2 separate regions of the Macaca mulatta genome follow, and region 1 is linked to region 2. The links are chromatin contacts, called in public Hi-C maps. All regions are on one chromosome and are shown on one strand. The core of a region is the stretch at or near the end of the contact, and the rest is flanking DNA. Distances in the headings are between cores, read along the strand shown. Region 1 holds the start of MYH7B (myosin heavy chain 7B). Region 2 holds the start of GGT7 (gamma-glutamyltransferase 7).

What was found. A called contact is a pair of places that touch in the nucleus more often than the background predicts.
Region 1: a contact with region 2 is called in a Hi-C map of liver, with 6 times the contacts expected there. The contact joins the promoter of MYH7B here to the promoter of GGT7 in region 2. A contact is called at or near these places in 5 of 14 Hi-C or Micro-C datasets (CD4 T cells, blood, cortical neurons and 2 more).

Annotation. Positions count from the first base shown.
Region 1 is chr10:87,747,770-87,754,280 of T2T-MMU8v2.0, forward strand. It overlaps MYH7B (myosin heavy chain 7B), which reads left to right and starts at 3,094. Exons shown (of 45, transcript XM_077951643.1): 1 at 3,094-3,233; 2 at 5,320-5,434. GSS (glutathione synthetase) reads right to left here and starts at 3,007. Exons shown (of 13, transcript XM_015149156.3): 1 at 1,943-3,007.
Region 2 is chr10:87,665,121-87,671,228 of T2T-MMU8v2.0, forward strand. GGT7 (gamma-glutamyltransferase 7) reads right to left here and starts at 2,837. Exons shown (of 15, transcript NM_001267003.1): 1 at 2,635-2,837. The coding sequence starts at 2,803. It also overlaps a transcript of ACSS2 not described here.

The DNA of each region.
Region 1 (6,511 bases), core at 1,844-4,343, 83 kb after region 2:
GAAAATATTTTTGAGAAATCACATTAGCAAGATGGAAATCGCGGAAAGCCAAGTGTCCAGTGTAATAGGAGGAGTTGTCTGATTGGTTGCCCAGAGACATACAGAGGTGTACAAACTCACACCCTGGTACTCATTCATTTTTCAGCAGGCCTCAGGAGTTTAAGATCTGGGTAAAAATCTGGAAACACCGTCATTACTTTTGTTGTGCCCTGTTGTCATTTAACATAACATGGCTGCCCAACTCAGTGGTCCCCAGGAAGGAAGTTAGAGAATAATAGGAAACCTCCATCACATTCAGCTCTATCCCCCTGTCCCCATGGCAGAGCTAGTGCTAGGCCAATTATGAAGGTCTGCCGGCCTCAGCACCATGCTTTGAAAGAATGTGCAGGTAACCTCAGGAGTGTCCTGATATCTCTGCTGAGTGAGACATAGATGAGGGCAGGCATAGTAACGACCAAGGCTCAAGTCAGACAGACAGACAGACAGACCTGGGTTTGAGTCCATAATAATATGACTTCTTTCTTTCTCTCTCTCTCTTTTTTTTTTTTTTTTTTTGACGGAGTCTCGCTCTGTCGCCCAGGCTGGGGTGCAGTGGCGCAGATCTCGGCTCACTGCAAGCTCCGCCTCCTGGGTTCACACTATTCTCCTGCCTCAGCCTACCGAGTAGCTGGGACCACAGGCGCCCGCCACCACGCCCGGCTGATTTTTTGTATTTTTAGTAGAGACGGGGTTTCACCGTGTTAGCCAGGATGGTCTCGATCTGATCTCGTGACCCCCGCCCTCGGCCTCCCAAAGTGCTGGGATTACAGGCGTGAGCCACCGCGTCTGGCCGACTTCCCTTTCAAGTAAGACTGCTGTGTGGATTAAAAGAAAAATCAGTGTGAAATTTCTCAAAAGCAGCTCTATACATGAGACCATTTTTTGACTATACTCTCTTTACAGGTAGGAGGAGACTTGTCAGAGGTCATACAGAAACCTAGTGGCAGAGCCAGGACAAGAACCCATTACTTTGACATTAGAGTAATGAAACCCTCCATGAGCCCCCATCATTCCACAATTCTGGAATTCCGACATCTGTTTGCTGTTGGGCTTTTATTTAGTTGGCAAACGCTAATTTGCATTTAATGCCAGTCCCTTGACTAGGTACCAGGGACATGGAGAAGGATAAGACATAAAAATAATCACCATGGGCCAGGTGTGGTGGCTCACATCTGTAATCCCAGCACTTTGGGAGGCTGAGGCAGGCGGATTACCTGAGGTTGGGGGTTCAAGACCAGCCTGACCAACATGGAGAAACAGCATCTCTACTAAAAATACAAAATTAGCCCGCCGTGGTGGCGCATGCCTGTAATCCCAGCTACTCGGGAGGCTAAGGCAGGAGAATAGCTTGAACCCGGGAGGTGGAGGTTGCGGTGAACCGAGATCTTGCCATTGCACTCCAGCCTGGGCAACAAGAGCAAAACTCCGTCCAGAAAAAAAAAAAAGAAAGAAAAAAAATAAATCACGATGAAGGTGCTAAGTGGGCCCTTTATTTTCTCATTCTACAGCTTCAACCCTCCCTTTGCTTTTTTTTTTTTTTTTTTTTTTTTTGAGACCGAGTCTTGCTCTGTCGCCCAGGCTGGAGTGCAATGGCTGCATCTCAGCTCACTGCAAGCTCCGCCTCCCGGGTTTACGCCATTCTCCTGCCTCAGCCTCCCGAGTAGCTGGGACTACAGACGCCCGCCACCTCACCCGGCTAGTTTTTTGTATTTTTTTTTAGTAGAGACGGGGTTTCACCGTGTTAGCCAGGATGGTCTCGATCTGCTGACCTCGTGATCCGCCCGTCTCGGCCTCCCAAAGTGCTGGGATTACAGGCTTGAGCCACCGCGCCCGGCCCTCCCTTTGCTTTATTTGTTTTGCTGATGACATTCAAATCTACATCTTCACAGCAATACTTTCCTACCTTCAAACTAGGATATCCAATTGCTTCCTGCGAGTCTCCACACAACCAGAATAGAATTTGTTGTTGTCTCCCACAAATCTGCTTCTCCTCTGATGAACCCCACCCAGGTACCCAAGCCCTGAGTACTTCTTTCCTACATCTCACTGTCCGCAAATCCTGTGGATTTTGCTGCCTAAGTATATAGTACTTTGAATTCCGTTATTTATCTCCATTTCCAGTGTTTGTAGCCTAGCCCCGGCCACTGTCATCTCTTCCCTGGGCACGAAACAGATTCAGAGTGAGGTATCTTCGGTGACCAGGATACGTCGGCCTCTGTCCCCCTTCCAGGCCTTGGCACGTGCTGTCTTCTCTTTGGAACTCTCCCCACCACTTCTGATCAGGGTTCGCGATTTAGTTCCAGAAGCCGTCCCTGTTCTCCGCCCTGGGCTTCTACATTCTACAGCCCATCACTTTTCCCGGCACCGCGGGAACAGTGTTTGTCTTGATCACTTCTCTATCTAGTGTTAGCCGCGCTTAGTACTGTATTCATTCATTACATGAATGAATGAAGAAAGAACGACAGACGGGCCAGATCACCGAAAGCCTCAAAACGCCCACAAGGAAATGGGTCGGACTTTATCCCCAGGACTAGACCAGAGACTAGAAAGGCCCCGAGGCAACGACACGGTCGGCTGCCCAGGCTGGCCCCACTACACGGGCCCGCTCGCTTTCACCCTGGACAAAGTTTGTCCCTAATCGCTCCCCGTTGTAGTTCTAACTGGCTCCAGTCTCACTGGCCCACTGGCCCCGACACCGGCCCGATCTAAAGGCAGGAGATCTGGAAAGTCTGGGATCAACGCGCGCCAGCCCAACCCCCTCAAGAGACACTAGTTTCCCCGCGCATGCGAAGGGTTTCAGCTACAAGATCTCCCGGCCTCCGGAGTTCAAGCCCTCGCCAGACCCCTCCCTCACATCTTCCCCCCCGAGGAAACGTGACCCGTGCCGGCCGCCGTGGCCGCGCCAACCTACTCGTTCGCCTCCTCTCAGCTCACGGTTCTCTCGGCACTCGCACCGCTACCCAGGCTCGGGGGGCGGGGCCTCGATGCGACCCAGTGCGCTTGCGCGTACCGCCCCGGGCCGGCTTAAAGAGTAGGGCGGGGACAGAGACCCATATCTTTGCCGCTGAGTCGCGGCTAGGAAGGGGCAGTCGTTGAGAGGGCGGCCTTGGCGTTAGGAGTGTGTCGGCTGCACCCTGGCGGACGGACCTTGGGAAGGAGGGGAGGGGACCGTCGGGGTCGGCGGGGAGCTACGGGTATGCATAGCTCTTAGAGCGTCAGAGCTGGCGACGTCCAGTGGAAGATGGGGAAACTAATGCTCAGAGCGGGACACTCACTACCTCAGGGGCACACAGTTGATAAGGGTGGGGTGGTCGTGGTAATGGAGGCCCCAGGGAGGGTCAGGGGCCCGTAGTACGTCAGGGGCTGAACCTGTATTAGAACCCAGGCTTGTTTCCCAGCGCAGCCGGGTCCTAGAAAAATCCCCCTGATTTTATCTATTTATTTTGTTAACCTGGAATAGCAGCAGGGAAAGCATTAGAGGCAAAAGGAAAGGATTTTCATTTTTCCAGGAATGCTGAAGTTAGGACTGTTTGAGGGGAACCCTGTGTTTGTCAGACTCTCCAGTACCGTTTACATCAGGATCTGGGGCAGCTTTTAAAAATATGCAGATTCATGACTGCTACCCCCACCTCACTGCTTGGCAGCCCACAGGTGCCTTCCCTGTTTCTTCCTTCTGGGTTGTGATAGGCTTGTCTGCAGTCCGAAGCACCTGATAAGAATTTTAGTTAAATGGAATGTATCAGCCCAGCTTCTAGGGAATTAACCATGAATAAGACACAGCCACTGCTTTCAATCTGATAAGGTAGGCAATAAACAGTGCTTTTCTGAAGTATTCAGGGATGGCTTTTGGGGTCTTGAAGGATGGCTAGGAAGGTGTAGGTAGTGAAGGAGGTAGGGGTAGAGGTGAGAGGCTGGGATGGGGACAGTGTTCCAAATTGCAGGAACAAAAGCAGCAAAGGCTGGCTGGGCGCAGTGGCTCAAGCCTATAATCCCAGCACTTTGAGAGGCCGAGGCAGGTGGATCACTTGAGCTCAGGAGTTGGAGACCAGGCTGGGCAACGTGGCGAAACCCCGTCTCTACTAAAAATACAAGAATTAGCCCGGTATGTTGGCCCGTGCCTGTAATTCCAGCTACTCAGGAGGCTGTGGCGTGAGAATCCTTGAGCCCCGGAGGCGGAGGCTGCCGCGGCTGAGATCGTGCCACTGCACTTCTATCTGGGTGACAGAGTAAGACCCTGTCCTAAAAAAAAAAAAAAGCAGCGAAGGCATATAATTCTGAGGGTTGTTCGGCTCGTTTTACAGACACGGAGGAGTTTGGTGTGGATAATGAGGAAGGGCCTAAGGGTTCCAACAGGACTTTAGGCGCTTAGGCTTGGCGAGGTAGCCTCAGATGCCAGTTCCACTGAGCAACAGGAGCTAAGGGCTTTAAGCAGGGGAAAGACATGGTTAGTTTTGTGTGTTAGGCACTGGTTACAGCGTGACAAATGGTTTGGAAGTGGGGAGATGGGCTAGAGAAAGAGCAGAGAGAGTTAAGATGTGAGATAATGAGGCCGTAGCCAGTGCAGCAGCTGTGGAGATGCAGTGAAGAGAACAGATCAAAGAAATTTAGGAGTGAGAACTCCTGGTGATGGTAAATCAGTGGCCCAACCCAGGGACCAAGATCTTTTCGACTCTTTTTTTTTTTTTTTTTTGAGATGGAGTTTTCGTTCTTGTTGCCCAGGCTGGAGTACAATCGTGCAATCTCAGCTCACTGCAACCTCCACTTCCCAGGTTCAAGCCAATTCTCCTGCCTCAGCCTCCCAAGTAGCTGGGATTACAGGCGCCCACCACCACACCTGGCTATTTTTTGTATTTTTAGTAGAGACGGTTTCACCATGTTGGCCAGGCTGGTCTCGAACACCTGAGCTCAGGTGATCCACCGACCTCAGCTCCCAAAGTGCTGGGATTGCAGGCGTTAACGACTGTGCCCGGCCCCTTTTGACTCTTTAAATAAAGCATGTACATTATCTGACTACAGGACGGGCTGAGTCCTCCAGTCTCCCGTGTGTGGTCGCAGGATGGGGGGAGATGGTGGTAGATAGGTGTCTGGTTATTACCAGAACAATGTTTCCTGATGTCCTTTCCTTGTTGGCTTTTGTACCTGAGGGGATAAGCAGCTATTAATTAGAATAGGCCCCAGGTGGCAGGAAGAGGTTACTGGGTCAACCAGGAACAAAAGAAGCTATTTCTAGTGCAACATGAAATTGAAAATAAAAAGCATGACCCGGGGTTCTCTGTGCAGGTTCCCCTCTTCCAAGATGGGTGCCAAATGACGAGTATCAGGTGTCTATGGCAAGATTTGGGGAGGATCCCAGACCTTAACAGCCCTTTGGTTGAATCCTCTCACAATGTGGCAGGTAAGATGTCTTTATTCGCATTTTGTAGATGTGGCATCTGAGCCTCAGAAGTTACGTGACTTGTTCAAGGTGACCCAGTTCGTGGTAGGACTGGGAGTGAAGGACTCTTGACTAAGAATCTTTCCAGGGAGCGTTTGCCCTTTCTGCACCCTCTGCCTGGGTGCTCTCCTCCAAAATCCTGGCATGACTGGCTCCTTTGGTCATTCAAATATTTCATCCCTGGAGGCTGCCCCACCCTATAAGTCTGTATCACGTTATCCTTTGTCTTTTCTTTTATCTTCCTAGAGGGAGTCTCACTCTGTTGCCCAGGCTGGAATGCAGTGGCGCAATCTCAGCTTACTGCAACCTCCCGGGTTCAAACGATTCTCCTGCCTCAGCCTCCTGAGTAGCTGGGATTACAGGCATGTGCTACCACGCCCAGCTAATTTTTGTATTTTTAGTAGAGACAGGGTTTCACCATGTTGATCAGGCTGGTCTCGAACTCCTGACCTTGTGATCTGCCTGCCTCTGCCTCTCAAACTGGGATTACAGGCGTGAGCCACTGCACTTGGCCTTGTATTTTCTTCATAGCAGTTACTCATATCTGAAATTGTTGCTTTTGTCTGCTGTTTCCCTCTGCTAGAATGTGAGCCCCATGAAAATAGGGGCCATGTCTGTCTTGTTCACCACTTTACCCCCAGGACCTATACTAATTAGTGCCTGCCACATGGCAGATGCTCAATAATATTTGCTAACCAATGGAAATAGGTTGGGGAGAGAGAAAGAGAAGGAAACCATTTAATGAAAGCTGAGGATGTTTCAAGTACTTCTCACAAATTGCCTCATTTGATCCCTTCACAGCCTTTCAGGGTAGAAATCATATCTCCATTGGGTGAATAAGAAACCGTGCTAAGCCAGGTCAAGTCCATGGTTGGTCACTTTTGAGGCTATAGACTCGTCTGAGATCTATTAGGCATAAAATTTTGCATCAACTACGTGGAGGAATTCACAGACTTTCTCAGGCTCACTTGGGGATCTCAGATCAAGAAACCTAGGATTGGGGAACTTGCCCAGGGGTCTTTTTGGCCCCAGGCCTTT
Region 2 (6,108 bases), core at 1,587-4,086:
CTCCCTGAGGTTTTGGAACTTGCTCTCTCCTACCATTATTTCATCCTGAGATCTTCTCTCTCATGCATTTATTCATTCAACAATTATTAATTGAGCACCCAATAAATATATAGAGATGAGGTTTTGGGTTTTTTTTAATTTTTTTTTTTTTTTTTTTTTTTTTTGGAGACAGAGTCTCACTCCGTTGCCCAGGCTGGAGTGCAATGGCACGATCTTGGCTCACTGCAATTTCTGCCTCCCAGGTTCAAGTGATTCTCCCTGCCTCAGCCTCCTGAGTAGCTGGGATTATAGACACCTGCCAGCAGGCCCGGCTAATTTTTTTTTTTGTACTTTTTGTAGAGACGGGGTTTTGTCATGTTGGGCAGGCTGTTTTTGAACTCCTGACATCAGGCAATCCACCCGCCTTGGCATCCCAGAGTGCTGGGATTACAGGCGTGAGCTACCACGCCCAGCTGGTGTATTTTTTTTTTTTTTTTTTTTTTGAGACTGAGTCTCACTCTGTCGCCCAGGCTGGAGTGCAGTGGCATGATCTCAGCTCACTGTAACCTCTGCCTCCCCGGTTCGAGTGATTCTCCTGCCTCAGCCTCCCGAGTAGCTAGGATTACAGGCACCCGCCACCATGCCCAGCTAATTTTTGTATTTTTAGTAGAGATGGGTTTTCACCATGTTGGCCAGGCTGGTCTTGAACTCCTGACCTCAAGTGATCCACCCGCCTCAGGCATGAGCCACTGCGCCTGGCCTAGGGAAAAGTTCTTGATGCTGGAGAAAGGAGAGTGAACAAAACAATCATGATCCCTGCCCTCATGGGGCTTACAGACAAGGAGTAATCAGATAATTGCACAAATAGGCTGGGCGCCTATTTGTGCCCGTAATCCCAGCCTGTAATCCCAGCACTTTGGGAGGTGGAGGCAGGAGGATCACGAGGTCAGGAGATCGAGACCATCCTGGCTTACACGGTGAAACCCCGTCTCTACTAAAAATACAAAAAATTAGCTGGGCGCGGTGGCGAGCGCCTGTAGTCCCAGCTACTTGGGAGGCTGAGGCAGGAGAATGGCGTGAACCCGGGAGGTGGAGCTTGCAGCGAGCTGAGATCGTGCCACTGCACTCCAGCCTGAGTGACAGAGTGAGACTCTGTCTCAAAAAAAAAAAAAAAAGATAACTGCACAAATAATCACAGATTTTGGTAAATGCTAAGACACTTACAAAGGGCCAGAAGAAAACATGTCAGGCAGTTCCAATCTCTAGGTCAAAAGAGACAGGCATTCTCTGTTGAGCTGGAAGAGGAAACTAAGGCCCAGGACAGGGTAGGTGTGCCCATTGTCGCTCAGTGAGTCAGGGCTGTACTAGGACCAGAAGCCTCACTCCTGACTACTGAATAAAAGGCCTAGCTTCAGGCTGATATCCATCACCACACATCTTCCCACTCCTCTCCCTGCTACCTCCTGATTCCACTCCCTTTGGAAAATAAGTTTTGATCTGCAGCCCTGACATTTGATGCCCATAAACCTCTCAACCCCATCCTCATTATCTCCTCACCCCCACCCCATATAGAGTGCAGTCCAGTCAGGTTGGCAAGGGCTGCTGGTGAGGGCCAGATGACCAGAAAGTGTAGAGGAGAAGAGAATTTGGGGCTCTCAGACTGGGAGCAGCTAGGGAAGGGCCAGGCCGGAAAAGCAGCATCTGCCAGGCTGGGAAGAGACAAGGCACAAGTGCAGGCACTGCGAGGAAGCGCGAGTGAGGTAGAAGGATGCTCTAATGCCAGGAAGTGACGTGCAGGGACAGAGGGATGGGGGATGAAGGATGAAGAATGGAGGAGAGGATGGAGCTGGGCCACATGGCTAGGAGGAAGAGCAGCACGGAAGGAATGCACAGAGAGCTCTTTGCCCCCAGGTTCTTCCAATCCCTGTCTCCTCCCTCTCTACTCCCACTTCTCACAATTCCAGCAGAGGGCTGAGGGGAACACAGTAAAATTCTGGAGACTGCTTCCTAGCGAGCAGAGTACCTTACTAATACCCCGGCCAGATCCATGGCTTGGGGAGAGGTGGGGTAATCCACAGGACAGTGAAGGCGTTCTAGTCCCCAAGGACTTTGAGAGGTCATGCAGTCCATGCCTCAGTCTCCCAATACCCAGCAGAGGGGAATCATATTCTCTTTACCCCTCCCTACACATGAAGAGATTCTCCGCTTCTCTCAGACCCTCTGCTTCCCACAATCCCTGGCTGTGGGGAACTTCTCTTAAGGCATAGATTGGATCCCTCTTGCTGCAGTCTCTGACTTGGTTTCTCGTATCCTGTCCTCTGTGGCTAGAGAAAGGCCTCTTCTGGGTGATCACAGAGGTTCCTTAGGATCTCCCCTCCAACATTCCTTCATCCTTAGTTGGTTCTTCCCAGAAGGTAAGCCCAATCCCTTCTACTGCAGTCCCTAGCACACTCCCCGTTGTCGCATCCTACGCCTCCAAGGCAGAAATGCACCCCTTCCCCACCAAATAATTAACAGAGACAAGGGAGAAGAATGGAGAGGTCCAAGAAGATGGGAATGAATTAAGGAGATGGAGCTGGAGGTGGATGCTCTACACAGAAGAAGGAAGACCGGGACTTCCCAAGGCAGGGCAGGGACGGGGCCAGCGGGCCTCACCGGTGTCGGGGTCTCCCAGAAAGGCGTCCTCGTCCTTGCGGCCCCTCAGCGGGGCCGCGGGCGCCGGCTCGTCCTCGGGCAGCCGCGGGAAGCTGGTGATGCTCATGTAGTCCACTGGCGAGTAGGCGCCCAGGGCGCTCTCCTGACTGGCCTCGTTCTCCGCCGCCATCCTCGCCCGCGCCCCCCAGCAGCGCAGCGCCTGCCGGAAGTGGCTGCGGTGAGGGAGTGGGAGGGCGGAGGGCGGGGCCTGAGCTTCGGGACAGCCGGGAGGGGGCGCCTCACCCCGCCCTTGGCTGTGTCCCGGGCTGACTCGCCCCCGCCTGCTCAGCGCTGTCAGCCTGCAGCTGGCACGCAGGTGCGCGTAGATGGAGAGCCAGGAAGGCAGCGCAGGGTCGAGGGGAGAGCGCGGAGCAAGTGAGACTTCAGTGGCTCTGCACTTTACGCAGCTCAGGGACCAAACCCGTTCCTCCTTCCAGTCTGAATCCAGCTAGTATCCTCCTCAAATCCCGGGCTTCCTTTTCGGACCCCAGACCCTTTCACTGACCGCAAATCCCTCTAGACCCCGATCCTGTCTCTGACCCCAAACTCCTCGGACCCCGGACCCCTCCTTGAACTCCGAGATCCCCCTCCTCCGATTTTAGACTCCTCCTCCGACCTTAGACCTCTTTTTCGACTTCAGACTCTGTCTTCACCCGCAGGCCCTTTTGAAAACCCCAGCCCATACTTCGTCCCCAGGCCTCTTTGACTGCAGACTCCTCTTTGGAGAACAGTTCCCTCCCCTGACCTCAGATCCCTTCCCGTACCCCGACACTTCTGACTCCTCTTTCAACCTCATTCTCAAACTTTAGTGTGTGTTAGGGTCTTTGAAAGCGGATCCCCAGATTCCACTCCAGAGGTCATGATTCAGTAGGCTGGGATGAGGTCCTTGGAACCTGAATATTTACCATCATTTTAAGAGTTTTTGATGTGGTTCTGGAAAGGACACTTTGAGAAAGAAGGAGTGGTGGTAGTGGTGGTAGGGCAGGAATGGGCCAAGGTGGGGAATAGGTCTCCATAGTCTAAATGTCTGGGTTCTATTCTGCTACCGCTCAAACACTGTGTAATCTTGGGCAAGACAATTAATCTCCCTATCAGTTTCCCCATCTGTGAAATGGAAAGAATAATAGTACCCAATTTAGAGGGTTGTCATGAGGATTAAGTAACAGAATGAAAAGCAATTTGTATAGGGCTTGGCACCTACTCAATAAATGGCATCATCATCATCATCATCATCATCATCATCATCATCATCATTGCCTTAATCTGGTAAACTCATTCCCTCCAAACCCATCCATCCTCTCTCCACTTAGAAATTCCAACCACACTACAGCTTGTACTACTTCTCCATATCCAAGGATGAGGGAGGTTCCTTCTCTTACGAGGTCTCTGGTCCAAACTTTCATTGTGAAGTCCACAGGAAGAGAGAGGGGGCTGGTGAAGCCTTTATACACACATTCTTTCTCTTCCCAACCCCAGACCAGTCTCGGATAGCCTGAAGTGCTTGAAAAATCTACTATACGCACAGCAGCTGCAGTAGCAACTATAGACAGGAGGGGGAAGCAGTGTGTCGGGAACAGCTCTGGGGTTTGGTGGTAGGACTTGGGAGAGAGGATAGGAAGGAGAGGGCTACTCAGAGCTGTGTGGTAGGAGTGCCCAGGGAGGGTAACAGTCTATCACCAAAACGTGTACCCATTGTGTGTGCCTCTCCCCACCCCAGAGAGTTTTTATCTCCTCAGTGATGTCTGTAGGGTCTATTACACTACCCTGAGGTCTAATCCCTCCAGTGGGACCTTTCTCCACTCAATGAGGTCTGTGCCTTCTCAGTGATGTCCACTCCCACAGTGTAGCTGGCGGCTCCTCAGTGGGGTTTGAGTCCTCTGGTAGGGTCCATGTCTCCTTAGTAAAATCCATATCCTCTGTATCTCCTAGGGGAAATCCATGTCTCCTCACTAGGGTAAGTGCCCTTCAATACCATTCATGTCCTATTAGCAGGGCCCAGGGCCCTTCAGTCGGATCTGAGAACCCCCAGCAACATCTGTGCTCCCTTAGTGGGGTCCATGTACTGTCAGTGAAGTGTGTGTCCCTTCGGTGCAGTGAATGTCTCCTTGATGAAAGTATCTGACCCCTTGGTGGGGTCCATGTCCACTCCAAGAGGTCTGTACTCCTTCAGCAGGCCCTGAGATTCCCGCCCTCCTCAGGTTTGGGCAGACTCTCGGTCTTCCATGGGAAGATTTTTTTTTTCAGCTTAGGGTGTGCAAGGTTTACAGTCAGCTGGGCAAAGAGCAGGGAAGTAGGTGGGAAGGGAGGCTGGGCTAGATGGGGTCACAAGGATTGTGTAAGCTTCAAGAGGTGGGAGCTGCCTGCTTCAGGCCTCAGAATCACTCTTGCAGTTAGAGATTTAAGAATCCTTCCTGCCTTGACAGCCAGTCTGTGAACTGATGGGTGAGGTGAGTCCTTCTTCATGGTGAGTGCAGGTGAGAGATGGAAGAGGGTCCTGCCTGACTTCTTTCTGGGGTGGAGGGGCTAGAGGGAAGCTAGAGGTAATTAAGCCCAGGTTGTGGTGGTGGTGGTGGGGGTTTCCCTTGGTGAAGTAAAGAGATTGTGAAGGAAAGAAGAGAATGTGGGCTGGGTGCGGTGGCTCATGCCTTTAATCCTAGCACTTTGGGAGCCCAAGGCGGGCAGATCACCTGAGGTCAGGAGTTCAAGATCAGCCTGGACAACATGGTGAAATCCAATCTCTACTAAAAATACAAAAATTAACTAGGCGTGGTGGCGTGCACCTGTAATTCCAGCTACTCGGGAGGCTGAGGCAGGAGAATTGCTTGAATCCAGGAGGCAGAGGTTGCAGTGAGCCGAGATCGAGCCATTGCATTCCAGCCTGGGCGACAGAGCAAGAGACTCCGTCTCAAAACAAAAACAAAAAACAAGAATGTGAATGATTTTTCCTATTTGCACAGACTGATATTTTACAAGCCTTAGCTTCAAGCCTGATGAGGAAGTAAAACCAAATCCATAGTCAAGGAACCTAGCTTTGACCCTAACTTGATCGTCATTTGCTCTCTGACTTTGCACCAGTTCCTTCCCTTTCCTGGGTTTGCCATTTGTGCAATTAGGAAATGGGTTTATTATAAAAAACCTGAATGTGTCTCCTAGTCTTCACTTATTATTTTTTTTTCTTTTTTTTGAGACAGAGTCTGGCTCTGTCGCCGAGGCTGGAGTGCAGTGGCGCTATCTCGGCTCACTGCAAGCTCCGCCTCCCGGGTTCACTCCATTCTCCTGCCTCAGCCTCCCGAGTAGCTGGGACTACAGGCGCCCGCCACCTCGCCCGGCTATATTTTTGTATCTTTTAGTAGAGACGGGGTTTCACCGTGTTAGCCAGGATGGTCTTGATCTCCTGACCTCGTGATCCGCCAGTCTCGGCCTCCCAAAGTGCTG